2 separate regions of the Hordeum vulgare genome follow, and region 1 is linked to region 2. Evidence: chromatin contacts called from public Hi-C data. All regions are on one chromosome and are shown on one strand. The core of a region is the stretch at or near the end of the contact, and the rest is flanking DNA. Distances in the headings are between cores, read along the strand shown.

Region 1 (4,258 bases), core at 1,748-4,247, 190 kb after region 2:
TTTAGTCCCTTGTCTCATCCTTTGTGTTCAAAAGGATTGGGCCACTTGCTGCAACTCGGCACCATTTACTTTACTTGCATTTATTTCCTTGTTTCTTATACTAGAAAACCCATAAAAAGTTACCTTTCAGTACTTGCAGTTATTCCTTGCTCAAGATCACTTGTCAGTACCTTCTGCTCCTCGTTGGGTTCGACACTCTTACTTATCGAAAAGGCTATGATAGATCCCCTACACTTGTGGGTCATCATCATCATATGTATGCATCCTAATCGATCATGCCAAGTTAATAAAAACCAGAATAACTTGTCTCTCATAAGACCTAGTCCTCGCTCCTAGGTATAATGTCATAAAACAGAATAACACGTATGTCTCCATGATGAAGCACAGAGATCCAACTGTCTCCAACTTGTGGCTTGTGATCCTTCTTTATTTCTCCCCATGCTTCAATTTGGAGCCTTTTTGATTTGTGGTTACTCGAGTATGGAGCATCGAACTCAGCCCTCAGCAGGCTTTTAATTTTCATATGACCTTCTGGGTGCATCAACAGAGGCACTACATCATTTGGCAGTTGCTGTTGAAGAACATAATAATAACCTAGTTAGCAATGTAATCAACACCATTTATACAATAGTAGAGCGTACTTAATTAGAAAACTCTTACCAAGATATTTCGGCGAATATCATCCGGCCTCAACCTATGGACTAGTGGCATGTAAAATGTATAATTTTGGCCAATTCCCAAATTATACGGGAAGTTATCCCTAGAAACGAGGACACCAACAAGAAAGTAGAGAACAACATCCTTCTCCTCCCAAGTTAGATGTGATCCATCCGTGTAGTATCCAGGTTTATTTTCATATGTTTTTTTCCATTTCACCTTCCAACACACCCTCCCATTGGTCTACTTTCTTCCTTTCATAAAAACCAAATTCCACTAAAGGGGAAGATCTTGTTTCGTATTTGATTTCGCAGGTGTTAATTAAATCCAATCACGTAAACGATGGGTAACTAAGAATTTAAAAATTGCATCATATATGTGAGACCACCTTCTTAAAAGATATACAAAAGATTTTTCTCAATAACCTTCCAAAACAAAATAAGTCATTTCTCAATGTGATGCAATTTATTATTATCATTATCTCTACTATTAAATGACAACCACATCTTTCCGAATACAACAGAAAACAACATATCTATTTTTTGATCTTACCAAATCACATATATTTTACTATCTTACCAGATCACATATATATCTACTTGAAGAAACCAATTGAATGTCATGTTAGAAGCAAAAGTATTGAAGTTACAAAGTTTGCGCGTAGAGGGGCAGCGGCGCCTGGAGGGGGCATCAGCGCCTGGAGGGGGCGGGGGGCTTACCAGAGAGGGAAGGGAAGGGGGCTTACCGGAGCGGGAGGGGATGGGGCTTACCGGAGTGGGGGGAGGGGGCGATGGCGCATGAAGGAGGCGGCGGCGGTAGCGACGACGACGACGATGGCGAGGAAGGCGAGGAAGGCGGCGACGGCTTGAGATAGAGGAGACGGGGGTGGGGGAGTTAGGAAATTTTGAGCCCGCGGTGGGGTGTTAACTCAACATAGAGGTAGCGCTGGTTCAAGTAGCGCTGGTTCAGAAGGAGCGCTACTGCTAATGTCCTTAGCAGTAGCGCTTTTACAATGCCTGCGCTGCTACTACAGCTACTGTCGGTGGCCTCGTTGGTCCTCTTTTAGCAGTAGCGTTGGATGAAGTGCAGCACTACTGCTATGGACCTTAGCAGTAGCGCTGGATTAAGCCCCGCGCTGCTACTATACCTACTGCGGGTGGCTTCGTTGGGCCCTTTTTATCAGTAGCGCTGACAATAGGGCCAGCGCTACTGCTAAAGACGTTAGCAGTAGCGCTTTGTGTTTCCAGCGCTACTGCTAAGTAGCATCAGCGCTTGCTATTTTTCAGCGCTACTAATAGGCTCCTACCTATAAGGTTTTTCCTACTAGTGTAATGTCGGCCGGCTAGTGAACAGACGTATGGCCGGAGTAGATTTCTCGGCGCACACACACGAGTCCGCAAACTCTCCCACCCTTCACTTTGTCTCCGATTTACAAAAATGCACGTTCGAACCGTCTAACGGACCGATACACATTCGTAAGGGAAACGTTCTGGCCGGTGCGCCGCGAACCATTCGGCCGGCCGTACGCGACCACGGGTGCCCCGTTGACTGGGCATGCAACATTTTTCGTCTAAATTTGTTGCAATCAGCGTCATATTTGATGCAAGCGTTTTCTTTTTTTACATTTGTCCAGTAAAAAAGTTGCATATACGTTTGGTTGCAACTCCAGTTCGTCAGATTTTCGTTACAATCGATGTTTTTTTACTTTTGCTACAACCGTGTTAAGTTTTGCTACAACCGGCATTATTTTTTGCTGCAACCGTTCATTAAAAAAGTTGCATACACGTTCACGTAGATATTTGTTACAACCGGCGTTTGACTTTTACTACCACGCACCATCAGCTTCGTTTTTTTGCTACGATCACGTAGATATGTTTTTGCTACAAATTTTGTTTTTTTGCAACCGTTGAAAAAATTACTGCATCCCGTCGCATTTTGCTGCATCGAAAAAAAATGTTGCATGAAGATCCAACGATGCGAACGCGTGGAGTTGGTGGATCGTGCGGCCCGCGCGCGGCAGTTCAAAAGTTTGGGCAGGCGCGCAGGCGAAGAGCACTGGCCCATTCATAATGGATGGCTTTAGCGGCCGTGACCGTGCAGTCCGAATACAGGTGGTTACCCTTAGTGCTCATTTATCCTCCTACACTGGCTGGTTTAGCTGCAACGGGAGGAGCTAGCAGTACGAGTAAGATGCTGCAGCAGCAGCAGAGCCAATCATGGAGGAATCAGTGAAAGTGCCGCCCACCGAGATGCATGTGGCCAGCTTTCTGAGCATTGTCCATGGCACCACTACCGAACACCCATATATAGCACCCAACATCTCAATCTGCATCTGCACGGCCGCACACACGCATCCCCCCGCCTCCTCCTCCTCCTCCTCCCCCGAGAGAGAGAGAGAGCGAATTTTCTCTGGAGGCCAGGGGCTCATATGCGCGTGGGTGTCGTCTACCTCCTCCCAAGAATCACATCGCAATCCATGAGGACCGTGACCCGTCGCCGGTGATGTTTACGCCAGAGGAAAATCTAAATCTACTACCAGCTGCGATCGTCGGCCGCGTCACCTCACCCTCGAGAGATTCTCCCCTCCATCTATCCAGCAGCTAGGAGCCCCCTTTAAGTTTAAGACCGAGGAAGGAAGGAGGAGTTCCCCCAAACACTTCAGTTACCGACCGACCGTCCGCCATGGAGTCGTCGTCCGCGCCAGCAGCACTCGAGACGGCCGTCACGGTGCCGTCGTCGGCATTCGACGTGTCCAGACGGCCCGACACGGCCGGCCTTGTCCTCAACAGCCCCAGGCCGCCGAGCCTCCGCGAGGAGCTCGTCGGCGTGGTCGGCAAGGCCTTCCGCCCGCGCGGGGCCGGGACCGGCGGTGCCGGTGGTGACCGCCGGCCGCCGCGGTTCGCGTGGGTCCTGACGGCGCTGCAGGCCGTGTTCCCGGTGCTGCAGTGGGGCAGGACCTACACGCTCAAGTCCTTCCGGAGCGACGTCATGGCCGGCCTCACGCTCGCCAGCCTCGGGATCCCACAGGTACGTGCCACCCTCCAACACCCTGTGATCGATGATGCCATACGTACGCACGCGCTCGCCTCCGTTTTTCTTGTTCCACGCATACGTAGTCGCTAGCTAGCTTCTGTGATCGGCTGACGACACGGTCAGCGACTGACGGCATGAGCAAGGAACGTTAATCATCTATACCAGGGGTAGTTTTTGACTGGACATATATATATATATATATATCTTGATGTTCACAGTAACAATCTGCTCCTCCGTATCGATCTGTCTGTCTCACATGCTGATTGATCATCCACTGTGTGCAGAGCATTGGATACGCCAATCTAGCGAAGCTGGACCCGCAGTATGGGCTCTGTAAGCATCATTTCCCTCGCCTGAAATAACTTTTTGTTTGGTTTCCACCGTGCCGTGCTGAATTCTTGTTGGTACGACGACGTTGTGACATGTACTGGTGGCGGCATCGGCAGACACGAGCGTCGTCCCGCCCCTGATCTACGCGGTGATGGGGACGTCGAGGGAGATCGCCATCGGGCCCGTGGCGGTGGTGTCGCTGCTGCTGTCGTCCATGGTGCAGAAGGTGGTCGACCCG
Region 2 (4,257 bases), core at 431-2,930:
TGCGGTGAACGCCAGCCGGCTGTACTCAAGTGGATTCTTGACGGGGTCGATCTCTTCCTGGAGGAGAGTGCCGAGCAACAGCGACACGACGGCCACTGGACCGATGGCTATGTCCCTGGAACTGCCCATCAGGGCGTATATCAAAGGCGGGACGAAGCTACTATCTGCGAAAAGGACCCAGCAAAACTCTGGTCATTCTAGTTGCATGCATACTTGCAGGAGCAAAACTGGGCATTCTACCGTGTTTCATGTGAACTTACACAGTCCAACATGTGGCTGCAGGTTGGCAAGCTTGGCATAACCAATGTCCTGGTGCAAGATAAGAGTAGACACCATGAGAACGCATGCCGGAGTGGACAAACCAACCAACTGTACCGTGATTGCTGCATGCAAGAAGAACAGCCGGCCAGCTACCTGAGGTATGCAGAGGCTGGCGATGGTGAGGCCGGCGACCAAGTCCCCCTTGAACTTGCCGAAGGTGTAGCTCCTGCTCCAGTCCAGCACCGGGAAGAGGTGCACCAGGCTGAGCCACAGCTTCTTGGACCTCGGCTGGTCCTTGTACTCCCGCAGCGGGTCGTCGGCGAAGAACGTCTCCTTCACCCCCTCGGCAAACTCGGCAAAGACGCCCTTGGCCGGCGGGAACCCGACCTTGTAGCCATGGTGGTGGTGGGTGCTGTCGGTGTGACGTTGCGACGCCGTCTGGCTGCAGACGTCGCCATCGAAATCTTCGCCTCCGTCCGACACGGTTCTCGGCATTCTTGCGGACGTTGCGTGCGCCTATGTGCAGACGGATACGTTTGCCTGAAGATGAAGCAACGAGTGAGATAATTAACATATATTAGTGCAGAACTGAAGTTAGATGTAAACGAACTCTCCATGTAATTTAGACGGAGAAATCATTAGTACTAATAATCAAATAAAGCATACACACACGCATGGACATGCATGGACATGCATGACCCTCTACATGCATGGTGCAACTAAGCTCTGAACTGAATGAAACAAATTACATCAAGGAAACCAAGACCAAGGGTCTTCTTCAGAACTGAAGGAAGGAATCAGAAACTCATATGCATGAACAACAATATATATCAAGAATGGAAGCAGCCAACACCACTGATCATTGCATATCATTCTTCACCGTGAATGAAGAACTAATAGACGAAAGGAAGAAAACATACACAAGTATGAGTGTATGACTACTGGAGAAACTCAGCCCACAAAGACAAAGGCCTGCTGCTTTGTGGTGATTTTTCAGAAGCCAGGGAATGTCCATTATATATAGATGCAGAGAAGCTCCGGCGCCTGTGATGAAGGTCAACTCCTATATTTTAATTGGAGGGCCAAGAGATAAGTTAAGCTGCAAATTATGCATCTGCGTCGAAAATCGCACCACATTCAACATAGCGCGGGGAACGCCTACCCTAATGAATAGGTTATTCTCACAGCTCATCACTTGCTGAACTTGTAAATCATTTCTGCGTAAACAATCAAACGGTTTCAGCGACAGGTGACAGAAGGAACAATGAAACTGGGTTTCAGCTCTCTGTGTGTGCTTGAATGTGATTGAAGAAAACTCATATGGGCCAGAGTGGACTTGAGCAAATGGGTGTATGTTATGTATTCCTACATGGGAAACTTATTAAGATATGCTAGCAGGTAGCAATCTTCATCAAATACAGTTTTGAAATGTTGGCAGTTTTTCTAGCTGAAAAGGAACGATTTCCTTCCTGGACCGTCGAGTCATGCACACGTTGGCTTAATGCGCAATCAAAATCCAATGAATAGAAAGTATAAGACATAAAGGGACCCAGACTTGTGCAATTTTAACATTTAGGCTTACCCAAATGCATGTGTTATGACTTGTGAAGCCATACAGAAACTTAAGGATTCAGAAGAGCACCGTCCACTGCAATTTTTAGCCTGCGGCTATTTCTAGCCTGCCCTATGTTTGTGCATGTGTTACACAAGCATAGTTTGCGAGAATCTCTCTTTCTTTTGCTTCTTATTCTGATGTACTGCTGTACTGAACTAGTTGGCGGTTTCTTCAACGGAAATCGGTAGGAGGACCCCTTGTTTCTAAAACAGTTGATCCAGTCATCAAGGGAACAAAAATAGATTTTTCTAACCCTAGTTATGTGCAAGTTCCACTGCTAATGGCATGCTACACCTTATAATATAGTCTGTCTCCTGGACTAGGCAGGTTGCAGGCCCCAATAATGCAGTTGTTAACTCTAGTTACACACCATCTGAACATGATCTGCAGCAGCAGAAGTGCAGGATCAGACTGCAGATCGACACAGTTAGTCGTCGCAATAATAGCTCGATTATATTGGTTTATTTTCTTTGTCTTCCCTAATTAACCAATACTCGTAGTATTTTTGGAAAATGCGGTCTGCCGATTGCATGAACCTGGTCAAAGAAGCGATATGCGATGAGGCTGGGCGACATGGTGGACGGCCCTGAAATGCACAGCGCCAACCTACGCGCTTCTCTGCCTAACAGATTCCTTCCTTGCACTCTCGGTGGCTCTCATCACTCGCTTGCGGACGAACCTTGGCCCTAAGCACACGTTGCAGCTGTAGCCTTTTTCCATTCTAGTGGTGGCCCAGTGTGCTCTGCTATTTTCAATACAGTTTCAGGATAGGAGCATCTACAATGTTGAGCGACACAGTAACTGCTCTGTGTAGATCATATTCCACCCATGCCCATGCATGATAGAATGGCAGTTTTTTAGAGTGCGCGCATGATAAAATGGAAGTATTCGTTCATGAAAAACACTGGGAAATCACATAAAACTCCCCGGTCAAAACCCAAGATAAAAATAAACAACATAAGAATAAGTCACTGTAGTGTCTGATCCAGTGATCCTATCATCATAGAAATCAAAGGAAAACAGTTCTTGTTTAACATTCCGGAAATCATCTAGATCACTGAAGACTGAACCCTGATGCCCCGAGAAAGAAAACAGTCACCCAAAGAACAGAGAGGAGGTGATAAAAGAAAGGCAGGGACTAAAACCCTTTACGAATACGCGGTCGAAAAACAGCTTTTCTGTGGGGCTTATTCCCTGCTGAGATGTGCAAAAAGAGAGAGAAAAAATATGGAGAGAAATCGAAAAGAAGGAACAAGTGGTCTTTCTTCTTACCGTGCTGTTCCTCTGGGAGCACCTTCGTGGAGCTCCAGACCTTTTCCTCCTCGCTTTTCCTGGGCCCCACCGGTGCTCTACTCCGACTATACCTTCCAGCAGATTGGATGGTGGAGGGTCGCTCCGAACGTGGACGCGATTGTGGGTCAGGAGATCTACGACAGCTCCTTCATCACTATTTAAAAGATGGGAGGAAGAAGAAGCGAAAAGAGAGAGGGGAGGGAGAGTCAAACCGTGTCCAGGTTCGATGAACCTGGTGGGGGAGGCAGCCCGGGCGTGAAGAACGGGATGGGAGTTAACCACCTGTTGCCACGTTGACTTTGCTCCATATTCACGGGTTTAAGAGGCTGGTATTTCACTGGGACTGCATGTAGGCTGCTGTACTGTCGACAACCGCACGGTGCGTTATAATTTTGACACTCTTAGCTGGCCAACATTCACTGCGGTTTCTCTAAAAAAAAAAAAGCATTCATTGGGGTGGGAATTACGAATATTTTTATAACAATTTTAGTTGTAGGAGGGTAACAATTTCTTCAGACTTGCATGGCAACAGTACCCTTCTTTTTTTGCGGGTGAAGCATGACAGCATTACCGTTCTTATTTGGACCCTTATTTGGACCCTTTTAGAGCATCTCCAACAGCCGCGCTTCGCGCCGCGCCAAAAAGCATGTTTGCCGCACGCTGGTTGCCTGGTTTGGCGCGTCGCGCAGTGCTGGCTCTAGCAGCAGCTTTAAAATGCAGCGCGCGTGCCGTTCCAGCAGCGCCCAAATATATGGCATTTGGACAAAAAATAGGTTGAAACATTCATCAAAATGCAATGAACATGTGAAATTTAACACAAACAAGTTGATGAATAAAAGTCATGCCCACAAGTTCATCCAACCAAGTTCAAAATGCAAACCAAGTTCAAAATACAAGTTCATCCAACAAAGTTGAAGACATATAACACATCAACCATCTTCCTCGTCTTTCGAAGACGATTCTTCCGCCTTCGAAGATGAATCTTCCTCCCTAACCTCATCACGCACCGCATCACGTGTAGCTCCGACGGTCTTGGCAAGATCTTCAATGGCATTTTCATGGGCATGTGTGTGAGGCACATCGAAAGA

The links. Hi-C and Micro-C count contacts between places; a contact is called where the count stands out from the background.
Region 1: a contact with region 2 is called in a Hi-C map of seedling, with 4 times the contacts expected there. The contact joins the promoter of LOC123449438 here to the promoter of LOC123449437 in region 2. A contact is called at or near these places in 4 of 6 Hi-C or Micro-C datasets (leaf and seedling).

Annotation. Positions count from the first base shown.
Region 1 is chr4H:550,212,009-550,216,266 of MorexV3_pseudomolecules_assembly, forward strand. LOC123449438 (low affinity sulfate transporter 3-like) reads left to right here and starts at 2,998. Exons shown (of 12, transcript XM_045126670.1): 1 at 2,998-3,684; 2 at 3,975-4,023; 3 at 4,137-4,258. The coding sequence starts at 3,340.
Region 2 is chr4H:550,022,739-550,026,995 of MorexV3_pseudomolecules_assembly, forward strand. It overlaps LOC123449437 (sulfate transporter 1.2-like), which reads right to left and starts at 1,681. Exons shown (of 12, transcript XM_045126667.1): 1 at 261-1,681; 2 at 1-164. The coding sequence starts at 756.